2 separate regions of the Gossypium hirsutum genome follow, and region 1 is linked to region 2. Evidence: chromatin contacts called from public Hi-C data. All regions are on one chromosome and are shown on one strand. Each heading gives the region's core, a stretch centred on a gene start, on an enhancer-like site or on the middle of the called end of the contact. The rest is flanking DNA. Distances are from core to core; before and after follow the strand shown.

Region 1 (6,735 bases), core at 1,286-3,785, 51 kb before region 2:
AATTTAAAGAAGCCAAAAAAAAGTTGTAGGGACTTGAATACTCATTTCCAAAATTTTAATAAATTAATAAAAATTCATCAAAATAATAGTATTAAAGATTATGCCATATTCTTTTTGAGAAAGAATTATATGAAATTCTAATTCCACATTATCATTATCCATTTCCAATAAAAGGATGACAAATCAGATTTTTTCTCCTGATTTTTAGCATTTTTAGTTGGATTTGATTTTTTTTCAAGAAGAAAAAGCTAAAAATCTGATTTGTCATTCTCTTATTAGAAAGGGATAAGAATGACGTGGGATTACAGTTTCATACAATCTATTCTTGATTTTTTTATTATAAATTATTCACTTGATGAAGCAACTAGACATATATATAATATAAAAATGAATTTATTCTTATTTTTGACATTGCAAACCAAAGTGTTATCCAACATATGGGAAATTCTGAAAAATATGTAAATGTTCAGTCAACTTTATTCCACTAAAAAGAAAAAAGAAATTTAAATTTAAATAAAATTCCTCTAAAAAAACAAAATAAAATAGAGGTGATGAGATATAAGATTCTCAACCCACAAATATGTTTTATCAAAGCATGTGATCATGAATGATTTAACTGCCACTTACATTTTGCTTATACAAATATATATATATATATGCTCAAAATAAATAAAATTTTAAATGCTGTGACAAATTAAAATTGAAAGCTTCTTCTTTTTTCTTTTTTTTTTCATAGATTACCATTTTCCTTCCTACAACTTTTTGACAATAGCATCAAGAAATTTTCTATCAATCTTGAAAAGAAACACATAAGAATCTTGAAATATATCTCCAATTTCTCTAATAAAGGACCACTAAGAAGAGCCAAGATTTTGATGGTGATAGTTGGAGGTAAGGGTGAAGTAAGAACAAATTTTTAAAGGGGCTGAATGAAATTTTAATTTTTAAAAGATTAAATTAAATTTTTATAATTTTAGGAGGTCAAAGTATAATTTTACCTTTACTAATTTAAATTTTTTAAAAAAATTTAATGACCTAAATAAAAATTTTACATTTTAGGGGTCTGAGGCCCCTGCCAGCCCCCCTAAATCTTTCTTTGGTTGGAGGTGTCCATTTTAATTTTGGTTTTAAATAATCGTTTATCCTGTTAAATAATTTATTATCTCGCCTATTTTTTATATTTTTTATTTCGTATATATTTAAAAAAATTAAAAAATATAAATTTGAATATTAAAAAAATAAGTATACACTTAATTGAGCTTTAATTTATTTGACATAGTTATTGTTATAACATGTAGGAGAACATAGATTTTAGTGCGGTTTAAATGCATATTATACTTAAACCCATAAATTTTCTCAAACTTTTAAATTGAAAGATGACGCCCACTTAAACGTACTTAAAAACTAGGTCCTATTGCATGTTGCAATAATAATGATGGCAACGGATAAATTTTTTGTAAAATTAGATTTTAGTTCTTTAAACAATCATCCAAAAATAGTAAATTATGTTTGACCTCCAAAAGTTTTTAGTTTGATTTTTACTAATATTATAGATCTTTTAATTAACTATAAAACTTTAAAATTCATATTTTATTATGAAAAAATTATATATTATTTGCAATAATAATATTAAATTTAATATTTCTTACACTTAGATTGTTCATCATCGAATTAAATCAAGATTGAGAGGAAAAAGAATTGTTAGCCAAAGTCGATCTAACTCATAACACTTAATTTTTTTAAATATTCTTATAATGGTCGCGCTAATCGCATTGCTGTTAGGGTTTTGTTCTCCACTTGTAGTTCACCAAAAAAATAAAATAAAATATATTTTATAATTTTTTTACTTTAAACATTTATATATACATCCAATGGAAATAAAAAACTTTATGTTACAAATTCAAATGTTTTGGGTTCAAATCTCATCATGTACATGTATTTTTCTTGATTGTATATATAAAAATAATAATAATAATGAATTTTTGATAATTTCATAACTGAATTGAGACCAAGTTAATGGGTAACATAAACTCAATCAAAGCTTTAAATAATAGTGTAAATATTCTTTGGTCTCTGAAAATCTTTTCAGCTTCACCTAACAATTTTTTTTGAAAGTTTCACAAGTACAAGTACAAAACATGTACAAGTTATAACCATAACAAAAGTATAAATATATGACCAATCAATTATAATGTAGTTTAAGAAGAATCAAACAAAAATTGAACTAATTTAAAAATAATCTTATAAAATCCACATAAAACATATACACAAAAACTGTGAGAAGAAGATCCACACATCCCAATTCTCAATAGTGGGATACAAACTCGAGATTTCAAAATTTTGGACCTTAGCCAAGAATAGATCTACCAAGAATTCATTGACCTTCACCTAACAATTTTTAATTTAACCTAAACTGAATTAAAGGAGATAATACATATAAAAGAAAGAAAGGGAAATGAGATGGACATGAGGGGAGGATAGGAAGCCAAGCCCTCCATTATGAAGATTCCTTATGCCTTTTCCCCGAGAGGCGTGTGCTTTTCTCATGCCTATGTGGGCCTTACTTACATATCCACTAATCCTATTCCTCCCTCTGCACTGCCCCCATTTCACCATCTATAAATACATCACCATGCTCTTAAACCCATTCCATTGCAATCTTATAAGCTACCTTAACACAAGTTACAAACTCAAAAACCCCAAGTTCTCACTTTCAAAAAACTTCCCACATTCACCATGTCTGACAGGTGCGGCAACTGTGACTGCGCTGACCGCAGCCAATGCACGTAAGTAATCCATGATGCTCTTACCTTTACCCTTGTGTTGTTGCTTGAAACTATGTCTTAAACGAGCTGAAACAATGTCTTGTTGTGTATGTTATATTGTTTTTTTCATGTTTATTGTATGTCAAAGTTGTGTGGTATTAAAACTAAGGCCTTTTTTTGGTGCTTTTTCTATGCCTACAGGAAGGGAAACAGCAACACCATGATCATTGAGACTGAGAAGAGGTATATACTTTGGCTTTTCAAGCACTCTGAATCTCTAACATCTGCAAATTTTATATATGAACCATCCATAACTATGTTACTCGAGCTCGGGTTGACGGTTGGATGTTGGTTTATACGTGTCAAGATACAAGTTTCTCAAATATTTAGAGGATGATATATGCTTTTGGAAAAATAGAGGCTATATGGATCCTAATTATAATCGGAGAATCAAGAAACTTAAATATGGGAAATGATATGTTAATTATATAATCTGTTCTGTTGTTCTAATTGCAGCTACATCAACACTGCTGTGATGGATGCTCCAGCTGAGAACGATGGCAAGTGCAAGTGCGGTACTGGCTGCAGCTGCACAGACTGCACCTGTGGCCACTAAGCCAACATACAATGGTCATGCTTCAGGTCATGGCATATATAGGGATCTAAATAATGAATTTAAGGTTGAATAATTTGTCTGTTGTAGTTTGTGTGGTGACTTATATCTGTCAGTTAACCTTTGTATCCTTTACTATGATGTAATGGCTATGCTTATGGCCTTATCTGGTTAATGAAGTATCCTTACTATATATATCTCTGTCTCTACGATGAAACATATATACATGAAGCATTTTTATCACCATTAATGTCTGAACTCAAACCAGTTACAAATGAAAGTATTGTGGCTGTTCCAAGAGATTAGATAAGGCTAAACAGCCTCATAACAAAGGAAAATACATGAAAATTTAACAGTTGGGATGAATCCAACATCAATAGGGCAAGAAAATGTATCTGTCCTTTATTTCTTAGATTTTTCAAATAATATGTGTAAATGGTTTTGTAACTAAATGTTTTCACTCTATAAACTTTGTGTATCAAATCTCAAACATTGAAGCCCTCTGCACGAAGGCATATACGAGGAGCTTCTATCCATTTTGCACAAGCTTCTTCACCGTGCTGTACAATGCATTCATCTCTGAGCTTCTTTGTCTTGGGGCAAGCGCAGCAAATTTTCTTCTTTGGCTTTGATTCTGCACCGGTTGTTGGTTTTGCTGATTCCTGATTTTGCTGCAAGCCGGGCAAAGCTAACGTAGATGTATTTTGTGTAGGCAACCCACCCATTTTCTCCGGAAGTAAGTGATTCCAAGGTACTTTGAAACAGAATCAAAGTTTAATGCGCAAGGAAAATGAAGAAATTTCATCACAAAGTCGAAGAAAATCAATATTGGCCGTGATAACAGGAATGAGGAATCATATTACAACAACAAACTGCAGCTAATGTCAATTATTTTTCCTTTTTGGCCATTCAAGTACCAAAGCATCTGCAAATTTATATTGTACGCTGTCCAATTAATCAATATTGTGAAAGCAAAAGCACAACCAACATAACAATAGCCTATCTAGCATGACTATAACTGCACCAGGCTATATTACTTGGACTCGGGAATAAGTATAGTATATGGGTATATATCCAACAAGAGCATGCTCAATTTTTCTAAGTTTTTTTCACATGTTGGTGGATACCTACATCCAAATATGTATCAAACATGAGTGTCGGACATATATACCTTAACAAAAATGAAGAGTTTTAAGTAATGTATGCATTGGGTAGAAATGACAGGTTTGTGTATAAAAATACTGAAAACAGCTGGTCAAGTGAATAATATTGGTACCGGGGTATTATCACCCAAAAAAGAAAGCTTGAAATGTTCAAAATAGAAATACCATTTTATGCTTCTCCAACATTCTCTCTTACATGTCAAATAAACTTCACAAAGACTTAAAACATAAGTATCGATTTGTTATATAATGAAAGCAAAATATAAGAACCTGAAACTAAACCAATTCTCTGAAGCAGTGTATCTGATGACCACTAGGTCGATCATACAATTCGACTGAACACTAATACTAATAACATAAAAGACCAGCAAAGTAACAGTTCCAAAGCAAATCAAATTTGTGTAATTTATTCCTTGAGTAATTTAGAAGTACATAACAATGAGTAACTGAAATTAAAATGCAAGTTTTCCTCTTTGTATCTAAGCATTTCAACATTGCTATCGAGTGATGGTATATAATTTCATCTTCACCTAAAGCTAAATAACATTTTCCAGGATCCAAACTCCAAAACAAAGGCCAAAGATCTTCAGCTGCAGTCACATACCCTCATATCCATTTATTCTAAAAAATAAGTCAAGAACAAATCTATATTGCACCATTTTATTTCTTTACCTTTTAGCTTTCCACCATCCAAAAGAAAACAAATACCATGAACATGAAATAAAATTTTCTCCCCTATCAGTTTAGTCCAAATTCAAAAAAAAAAAAGCAGCCATAATTCTACAGAACAAGAAAAACCCAGATAGATAAAAACAATAATCAATCAAATTAATACTTTGAAAGGGTAAAATTTGAATCTTTGTTCTTATAATACAAGCTTTTTGCCTCGAAAACACGTTTTTTTTGCCCTTTTCGTTGGTTTCCTACGTATACTAAAACCTTCTTCTTCTAGGAATCAAGGAATAGATAGAAAAAGAAGAGGAACAATATATAAACAAAGAAATAAATATACAATTAATGAAAAGAAAACTTACGCTGAATTTTATGCAAAGGAAGATTCGGATCCGGCAACTGGTGGTCGCCGCTGGGTTTTCTAGAGGTTTATTGAAATAAATAACACTTTTTCAATGGAGTGAAATTGGACTAGCCTTTTATGGTTCAAATAGTATATAGAAAATGAAGCCCAAGAAGCAACATGGGTTCCTTCATATAAAAGATTTAGATTTCTGAATTCAATCCATTTAATTATAATTAAATAAAATTTATCTACTTTAAATTTATATATCATCAATTAAATCGATTAAATTATTAGTTCAATCGACATATATTGGTGAATTATAAGAGAAAGATAAAGCCCTAACATCAACGTAACTAGTACAACTTGAACTCAAGTCACACTTGAGGCAATGAACATCTTAACCATCAGGTCAATACACGAGATTCTAAAATATTATATATTTTAATTATCAATCCAATCATATTTTTAATAATTATTGTTTGTTATAATTTTTACTTCTTAAAAGCACATTAATTAAAGTTTGAGTTAGATAGAATGATAACAAAGGCATAATAATTTTTAAATCATATTTATTCTATTGCACGAACAAAGCTAAAAACATAATTAATTCTAATTATATCATATCTTTACTATATTATTATACAACAAACTAATATGAAGATAAATCATGAAATATTTAGTTCTTGATACATTTTTAATTATATTTTTTTTAACTAATCACCAAAAACAACACACATATATATATGTTGATTCACATTAGTCAAACACAGGAAAAAAAATATAAATTTATTAAAACATCAATTAAAATATTAACTACAAGAAGTTAAAGTTCATTTGAAAAGACATCGTAGCATATTTGGTTGTTTGACAATTAGAAAGGTTGGTATGCAAAAAAATCAAAGTAAAATTGAGAATTAAATAATGGATTAATTAGGGATAGGTAGTTTTAGAGGGTTCAAACGTCTTTTCGTGTTTTAGTAGAATTTCAAGTCCGATGGATAAGTTTGGATTTGGTCTAGTTCACAAAACGGACTTAAATTTTTATCTAAACCCAATCAAAAAATTTATTTTATAATATAAAAAATTAAAAATATAAGAACAAATGCACTAATAACATAAAACAGATGATTTTCAGCAAATTGAAAATACATTTAAAAGTTTTTATATTAAAATAGT
Region 2 (7,834 bases), core at 1,650-4,149:
GATGCAATTAACATGAAGATTGAGAATGACTTAATCAAATATGTGTAGATAAAACTCAAAAAGGAAAACAAAAAGACAGCAATTGAATCCTCTTGTATATTTGTAATGCTTATATAGTTCATAGTCATTTTTTAGCAATTATATTTAATTTATGAAGCTATTCATAAATATTTTGATGTTGATCAAGTTCATGGGGAAGCAGAGCAGGCAAAGATGATGACCCGGATTTGAGAATCCACCCAAAACTATCCAAACTGTAAATCTGAACCCGAACTTGAACAGGATCTAATGATAATCAAGATTAGGTCAAATAAGCAGTGTTATTATTGAAGTTTTTCTATTAGATACAATTTTTTTTACTGATGTTTGTATTCCTCGTTGATTCAATTTCTCCATATAATTAAATCTATCTACACTGATCTTGACCATTATTAGCTTTCATAGCTAACCTAGCTATGAGTTGGCAAAGCCTTTGAGCTCCTGGACCTGGCTTGATCTTGTTCGAGTCCCCAACTTCTGAACATGTTGGTTTGCCGGAACACCAAGCGCCAGGAGTGAAACTCCCCTTTGCCCTGCCAAGCAAATCTGCATCAATCTTGTCCAAGACGGGATCATCGTGTTTAAATTTCCGGGCAAATGCTGCGTTGCTCTGTATCATCTTATCTGTGTCATTAATGTTAAGGATGTGTGGGTGTTGTTTCGGGGGATTATCCCACGAAATATAGTGCAAATCATGGTTGACAACCGTCTTGGCAAATTCGGGAACGTTGCATACGACTGTCTGGAAGTAGCCTTCAGGGGAGGAGACGAAGTTTGTGTAATACATGAGAAGTGTTCTTGGTAGATTATCCCAACCCCAAACACAGAACTCTACAAACGGACGAGATAAAACTGTCCATGCCGAACCTGCAATCAAAGGTGTTCCGAAACAGTTAACAGCAAATCTTGTAAGCTGAAACAAATGTACCGTTTTTGTTCTGAACACGAGTATTAACCAGTAAATAGTTTAAATGCTGTAGGCAATGTTCTCCTTGGGGTGGCCAAATATATATCAGACTTGGTTGACTTGTAAAGTCCAGGATCTACAATCAAAGGCTTAGCTCTTTCATTCCTGCAGAAACAACAGGCAAAACATTTTGGCCTTTTAGGCATACGTAAAGATCTTCTGATTGAGAACGAACAAGGGAGACAACTTACGCTTTCCAACCAAGATTGCTTGTGTGCTCTATAAAGTTAAGGTTCCGATTTAAAGCCGAAAATGTATAAACAAGATCTGCAGATCACAAACTAATAGATCAACAGGTGCCAATGTAGAATCGAAAAACTCAAAACTTAAGCATATGATTAGAGACTAACCATCTTGAGTCACTAGAGGATAATCTGATGCACTGAGATTTATAAACCAATCCCAATCTTTATTTCTCTTAAGAAGAACAGCACAAGCATGGAGTGTATTAGCAACCATTGTAGGCCCTCTATAAGTAACCATATTAGCCTTACTGATCATATAAACATTCCCAACTTTGTTGAAAACTGTATGGTTATCGATCCGGGACGCAAGTGCCAATCTTTCCTCAGGTGGTGCCTCGAGGTCCAAATGAACTACGTATTCGTTCCGAGGATGGTACAACGCATGAAGCGTCCTCCAAAGCTTTTCCAAATCACCTTTTGATCCCGAAACCAAATAAGCAAAACGAGGTAACGTCGGACCAGCAGGTGGCGGTGTACCTAACTCAATCTTCGATTCAGCATATTCCGACGTCCTTTGATGAGCCGAAAAAATGGGGAAAATCGAGTTGAATTTGTGAACCGAAGATACAAGCCCCATATTTAAGGAAGTAACAAAAACAAACGCACATACAAGTGAACTAAGCACCACAGGGCACACACATTTCTTCTCCATTTCCGAGGGCGCCATTGTTAGTCCTTAAATCTTCAGCTTATCATCAACATAAAATATAGAATTCAATTGCAAATGGTACCCAAAAGTACCATAAATCTTCAAATCAAGACATTTCCTCTTATATACATATTCCAAAATATACCTCCGTATAGCTGTTTAAATGCACAAACAAGAATCATATTAGTTTATAATAAAATAGAACATAGCTTGTAATGCTAATTCCCTTATCATAAAGAAACTGAAAACTTTTCAAAGAATTATAAAAGAGTATGAAGTATAGAACAAACAAAGAAAAAGGTGGACGATATAATATGAACAATTAGTTAAACATGCAGTGTCATTAAGCTACTCTATGGTATCTGGTTTCTGAAGAAAAGTTATTATAAAGCAAATGATTTTATTCAACTTTTATATTGCAAAAAAAAATATGAATTAAAAATTGTATACATTAAGAAAAACCCAGAAAATCAACTCTTTGACAAAATAAACAAAACCCAAATCTTTAAAAAAAAAATATATATATATATATCAGAATCATAAAGCTATAAAGCTATCAGTGCAAGCAAAGTAAAAGTAAATATTTAATGGATAAAAAATCACAAAGTTAAATGAATATAGGACTGATTACATAGCATTTGTAGCAGAATCAGAATTATTTTTTTTAAAAGTTCAATGAATATAAACTGAAATCTAAAATCAAGAAAACTTTAAAAGAACATGAAAATTTAAGGAACAAACCTGATATTTTGTAGTGGTAAACAGAAAAAAAAGAGTACAAGTTGGAAGAAAAAGAAGTCCCAAAGTTCTATTTTTTATGAATTGATGTGATAAAGAACAGAGTTTTTAAGTTAGTAAAAAATTTCTTCTTTTTTTTATTTTTTCCTTTAATCTGTATCTAAGGCTTTGGAGTTTCCGGTAATCCACAAGAGTTCTTTGGATTGACCATGGACTGCAAAAATTTGCAAAAAAAAAAAAAAAAAAAATTGAAGCAGACTTTGAACACGACAAGTTGCACAGACTCTTTATTTTATTTGCCTAACGTAGGAGCCGTATATTCATATTTATTGGCAAGTCAGATTTGTTTGAACGTTTATTATTAGGTTAAAATATGGTTCAAGTCCATGTACTCTTTTATATTTGAAATTTAATCTTTTTATTTTTCAAGTTTTAAAATTTAAGTTCAATTGTTAAACCTATTAATTTTTTTTATAAAGTCATGGGTGAGACATTTTGAAATTAAAAAAGAAGAAGAAAATACTCCATTGATAGGCATATAATGAAAAATCAACGTTGTAATGAACATAAATTTAACAAGATTAACAATTAAACTTACATATTTAAATCTGAAATGTACATATTTTGTTATTTTGTTGAAGATAATGTAATGCTTGTAAATTATTTATATATATATATATGTTAATGTAAAAAGTCATGGGCCAAAATAATAAAAAAAAGAATTAAGATTAAAACGATAAAAAAATAAATATTCGAAATTAAATTTGTCATTATCTTAATTTTTTTTATCTAATTAAACTCGAGTTTGAGTGGTTTGGCAAGAAAAGAAATATAATTATAATGGATTATTGTCGTAGATTTAAAAATAAATTCCAAACTGAAAACATTATTTATTTTTGAGGTTGTTAATCTTTATTATGAGTTTAAAAAAAGTTTATTTTAGTCTTTCTATCGTTAAAAAGGAAAATTTTACTTTATGTACATTTGAAAAACTGACATTTTAGTCTTACATGTGAATTTTACCATTAATGGAATAATATCATTTAACGGTGATTAATGTGGCATTAAAATATTACATCAAATTAAAAGTTTATTTGTCTTGAAAATAAATGGAATTATGTGGCTTAACGGTAACTGAGGTAGACCAAACTACAATAATTTAAACATAACAATTATGTAAAAAAAAAAAAGAATTGAAAACAATTTGGGGTAAAAGAAAAATCAATTTCTTAACCTTTAATTTGATTTAATTTTATTTAATGCTAAGTTAGCCACTATTAAGTTATATCATTCCATTAACGATAATGTTAACATGTAAGAACTAAAATATTAACTTTTGAAATGTACAAAAATTAAAATGTTTTTTTTAATAATATAAGGACTAAAATAAACTTTATGATACAAATTAGACTAAAATCGAAAATAAAAAAAATTAAATCTACATATAATAGTTTAAAAGTCATGTATTAATATCCAACAAAAAACGCATTAATCAATTTATAAAAATGCTTTCATTAAATAATAAAAAGAAAACTCCCCTATTTTGCTATTAAATTTAATTAAATCATTATAATCAAAGCCAACAGATTATGATGGAAATTTATATGTTTTATTCATTCTTCTATCATTTTCATCGCCAAACAAATATAAAGAACAAAAATAATATAAATTTTAATCACTGAATTATGTCTAATTTTATCATTATAAATTTGCTATATTTAATTATTATATTAAATAAATTATTGTTTTTAATTTATTAGAAATCCATCAAATTAAGTTATTAATTACTATATTTAATTGCAAAAATCTTTTCCTTTTTTCTTTTTTCACGTAGCATAGTTTTATCTAAAAGTTAGTATCTTATTAAACTTTAAATTTTACTTGTTACTTGTAAAAGATGGTTTTTGGATTCTGATGAAATTTGGTATATATGAATTAAACATATTTAATATACATGTCATATTCAAATGTAAATATTTTTCCTTAAAATTTGTAAAATAATTAATAATTGATATTACATTTATATTAAAAAATTAGAATGTGAGATCAAAATTCTACTTAAGATATATGATTTATCCAACCATTAAATTAAACACTTTCAATCTAATACGCCACTTAGGTATAATGTGACACATGTTACCTCCAAACTATTGATAATTTATTAAAAAATCCCTGAATTTATGTACCTTAATGAGAAACTTAAACATGCTTAAATTAAGGCTTGTAATGCTGGTATATTTTTGCTTCTGAGTATTTCACACTACTCCCCACGTTTCAACTTTCTTTTTTCTGTTAAAGAAATACAATAAAGATGCGGAAATCCATGATGATGATGATGGGATCTGTTTCCCAATCATTACGCCACGTATCATCGTTGTTTGGCAGGCGTCTGATTCTGATTTGGAGTCGGAGAAAAGGGAATTTCATGTTGACTGGTAACCGGCTTCCACTGCCAGTCCACCCAGATTTAATGCGGATTGATCCAACATTTGTTGACTTCTTAACCTTTAAGTTCGTGGGCTTATCTTCATTCCTAATCATGTTTATCAACCTTTTCCTACATGATAATTTGAGTCCTGTGTAAAATTTGTCAAAGTCGTTAAAAAATATGGATTAAACTTAAATCTTTTTAAATTTAAACTTGAGTCCGATCTGTTTTTATATTTTTAATATATTATATAATTTATAATATATACACAAATTTAATTTATAGTAATATATAGTATTACAATATTATATAAAAATTTTAACTACTGCTCCATATAACTCAAGACTTATATATTATGATAATAATTTATATAATATGATAATTAAATATATTATATTATAATTAAAAGTTTGTTAAATTGTTTATATTTATAAGAGATAAATCTCAAAATTATATAAGAAATTTAATTTTATGTAATTTTATAAATGAAAATTTGATTTGATCAAATTCTCATAAATTATTAATATAACATTATTTTATGTTTATATATTGTATATACAAATAATTATATTTATATAATAAAAAAATAAATTGATGTATTTATTTCTTTAAATGTGTATGATTGAATAAAAATTAAATTTTCTTGTATATATTTAAACCACAATTAAAATTTAATGTATCTAAATGCACCAAATCAAAATTTATATATAATTTTGAGATTTATTCTTTACTATAAAAATAGATATACTCAGCTCCAAACAAATATATAAGATCGACATCACACATAAATCCAATCCGGTCGATAAACATGGCTTATTAGATATATTATATTAATATAATTATAACTATAGAAGAAAACATACAACCCACGAATAAACCTACTTTTTTTTTATTTCGTTTCTTATTGTCAAGGAAAAAACTTCATTTTCTATAAAATTTATAGGGTAATATGTGCATTAAATCTTAATTTAAAATTTTCTTATTATTTACAGTTATTTTTATGGAATATCGGTGTAGAAGAGAGATTAACTCTTTTTAGAAAAATCTTTGAAGTATTAATTGTTTGGAGTTTGAACAAATTTTCAATAAAAAAATTTTATCCTTAAATCAAGTTGAAATTTTGTGTGATACATAATTTAATCTAATGAGATATTCTCATTCTATTTTATAGAATAACTTTTTCAAACATTCAAAACTTTTTGTAAAATCAAAATACAAAGTCAACATACTTTTTCAAGTTATATCCCTTAAAATCAATTGCATCTCTCAATCTAATATTATTTTAAACTTCTCACACGTTTACCAAATATTATATGAAATCATAAATGCATCACCAAAAGTAAAATCAAACCTCTAACACACAAATATGAAAGATCAACTCACAAACTAACTCTAAGTTGAAATGTAAGATCAACCAACAATGTTAGAATAAGTGTAATCAACAAAGCGAAGTTTTTCAGTAGCGGAATCTTGAAAACCTCTAGAAGTGCAAAGCAAAGAACAACACAACCTCCTCCTCCTCCATCTTCTTCTTCCATTGTATGCATGTATCAATGAAAAATGAAATAAAAAGAAAGAAAAAGGAAAAAAACTAGCTAGATTTGCAATTGTATGATAAAAGACTTACCTACATTATTATGGTTTTAAACAGACACCTTATTCCGTATTCTGTCATTCCAGATCTTGACCAAGGGTCGAAGAACATTCTTAACATCGAAAATAGGGTGATCCCACTCCATTGATTTCCACCATTCTTTTGAATCCACACGGATTTCTTCGAGAGGATTAGACGGAGATGGTTTTCCTTCTTCATCAATCTCAAGCTGTGGAAGATATAGAGGAATCTGCTTTACTTTTGGACAATGTTCTATTTCAATTAATTCGAGGGAATCACAATCTATAACCCCATTTTTACTGCAATACCCCTCAATGTTTGGGAAAAGCAAATTTGATGGTACTTGTTCCTTGCCACCCGATGAATTTTCGACACCAGATCTAACTATGACATTCAGATTTATTAAAGGTCCGAGTCTCAAGGACTCGAGTGTTTGAAGCAGATGGCATTTGGATGAAAATATATTCATTCAAATCAGTTGCATCCCTCAATCCAATATCGTTTAAACTTCTCACACCCTTGCAATGCTTTGGAAGTACAACTGTATCTCCAGGATTAATTTCAATACTATCAAATTTTGTTGAAGTTGGCCTATATGCAGCATATGAAGCAGCCAAGGAGCAGACCATGCAGAGCAAGTCATGCGGATGAAGTGCATGCAACTCGTAAAAGGTCAAGCTGCTGTATGTTACCCAAATAAAATACAGAAGCTACAAATGTACGTATGTTGTCCGGATGAAGTATGCTTTTGTAACAAGCAACCTGTATATGATTTGACAAAAACTTTTTGACTGGATAAAGTTAGTCAAGTACTTACCAGTTCTAGACAGGTCTCAGGTTATCATTATAATGTTTTTAAAGTTTGTTTACTTGCACAAGTTAAATTTATTGCTCTTTTAATGTAATAGTATTATATATGTACATTTTTCTTTAACAAAAATGTAAGAGAGAAGTCAGTTTTTTGTTTCTCCTTCAACATCTGAGTTTTGCTTCTGTTTTCGTCTTTCAACACAAATTTTAGTTCTTTTGTTCTTGTTTTGTAATCTTAAAAACTCAACAAATGGTATCAAGAGCCTAAGTATTTGAGGACCTTGGTTGTGTGTTGTTTGTGAGTGACTTGTATTTGAGAGTAAAGAAGCAGAAGCTATTTTTG

What was found. Hi-C and Micro-C count contacts between places; a contact is called where the count stands out from the background.
Region 1: a Hi-C map of leaf shows a contact between it and region 2, with 4 times the contacts expected there. The contact joins the enhancer-like site here to the promoter of LOC107902613 in region 2. A contact is called at or near these places in 11 of 34 Hi-C or Micro-C datasets (callus, fibers, leaf and 2 more).

Annotation. Positions count from the first base shown.
Region 1 is chrA11:118,652,006-118,658,740 of Gossypium_hirsutum_v2.1, reverse strand. LOC107902645 (a long non-coding RNA gene) reads right to left here and starts at 5,689. Exons shown (of 2, transcript XR_005904581.1): 1 at 5,576-5,689; 2 at 3,602-4,303. Within about 2 kb of position 2,535, at least 1 of the 9 cell types and tissues checked has an H3K27ac peak or open chromatin away from gene starts, as enhancers often do.
Region 2 is chrA11:118,600,596-118,608,429 of Gossypium_hirsutum_v2.1, reverse strand. LOC107902613 (beta-glucuronosyltransferase GlcAT14A) reads right to left here and starts at 2,899. Exons shown (of 5, transcript XM_016828764.2): 1 at 2,642-2,899; 2 at 1,357-2,055; 3 at 1,198-1,273; 4 at 996-1,111; 5 at 302-906. The coding sequence starts at 1,918. The coding sequence ends at 407. It overlaps LOC107902594 (protein SPA1-RELATED 3), which reads left to right. Exons shown (of 10, transcript XR_005904578.1): 9 at 436-918; 10 at 1,020-1,045.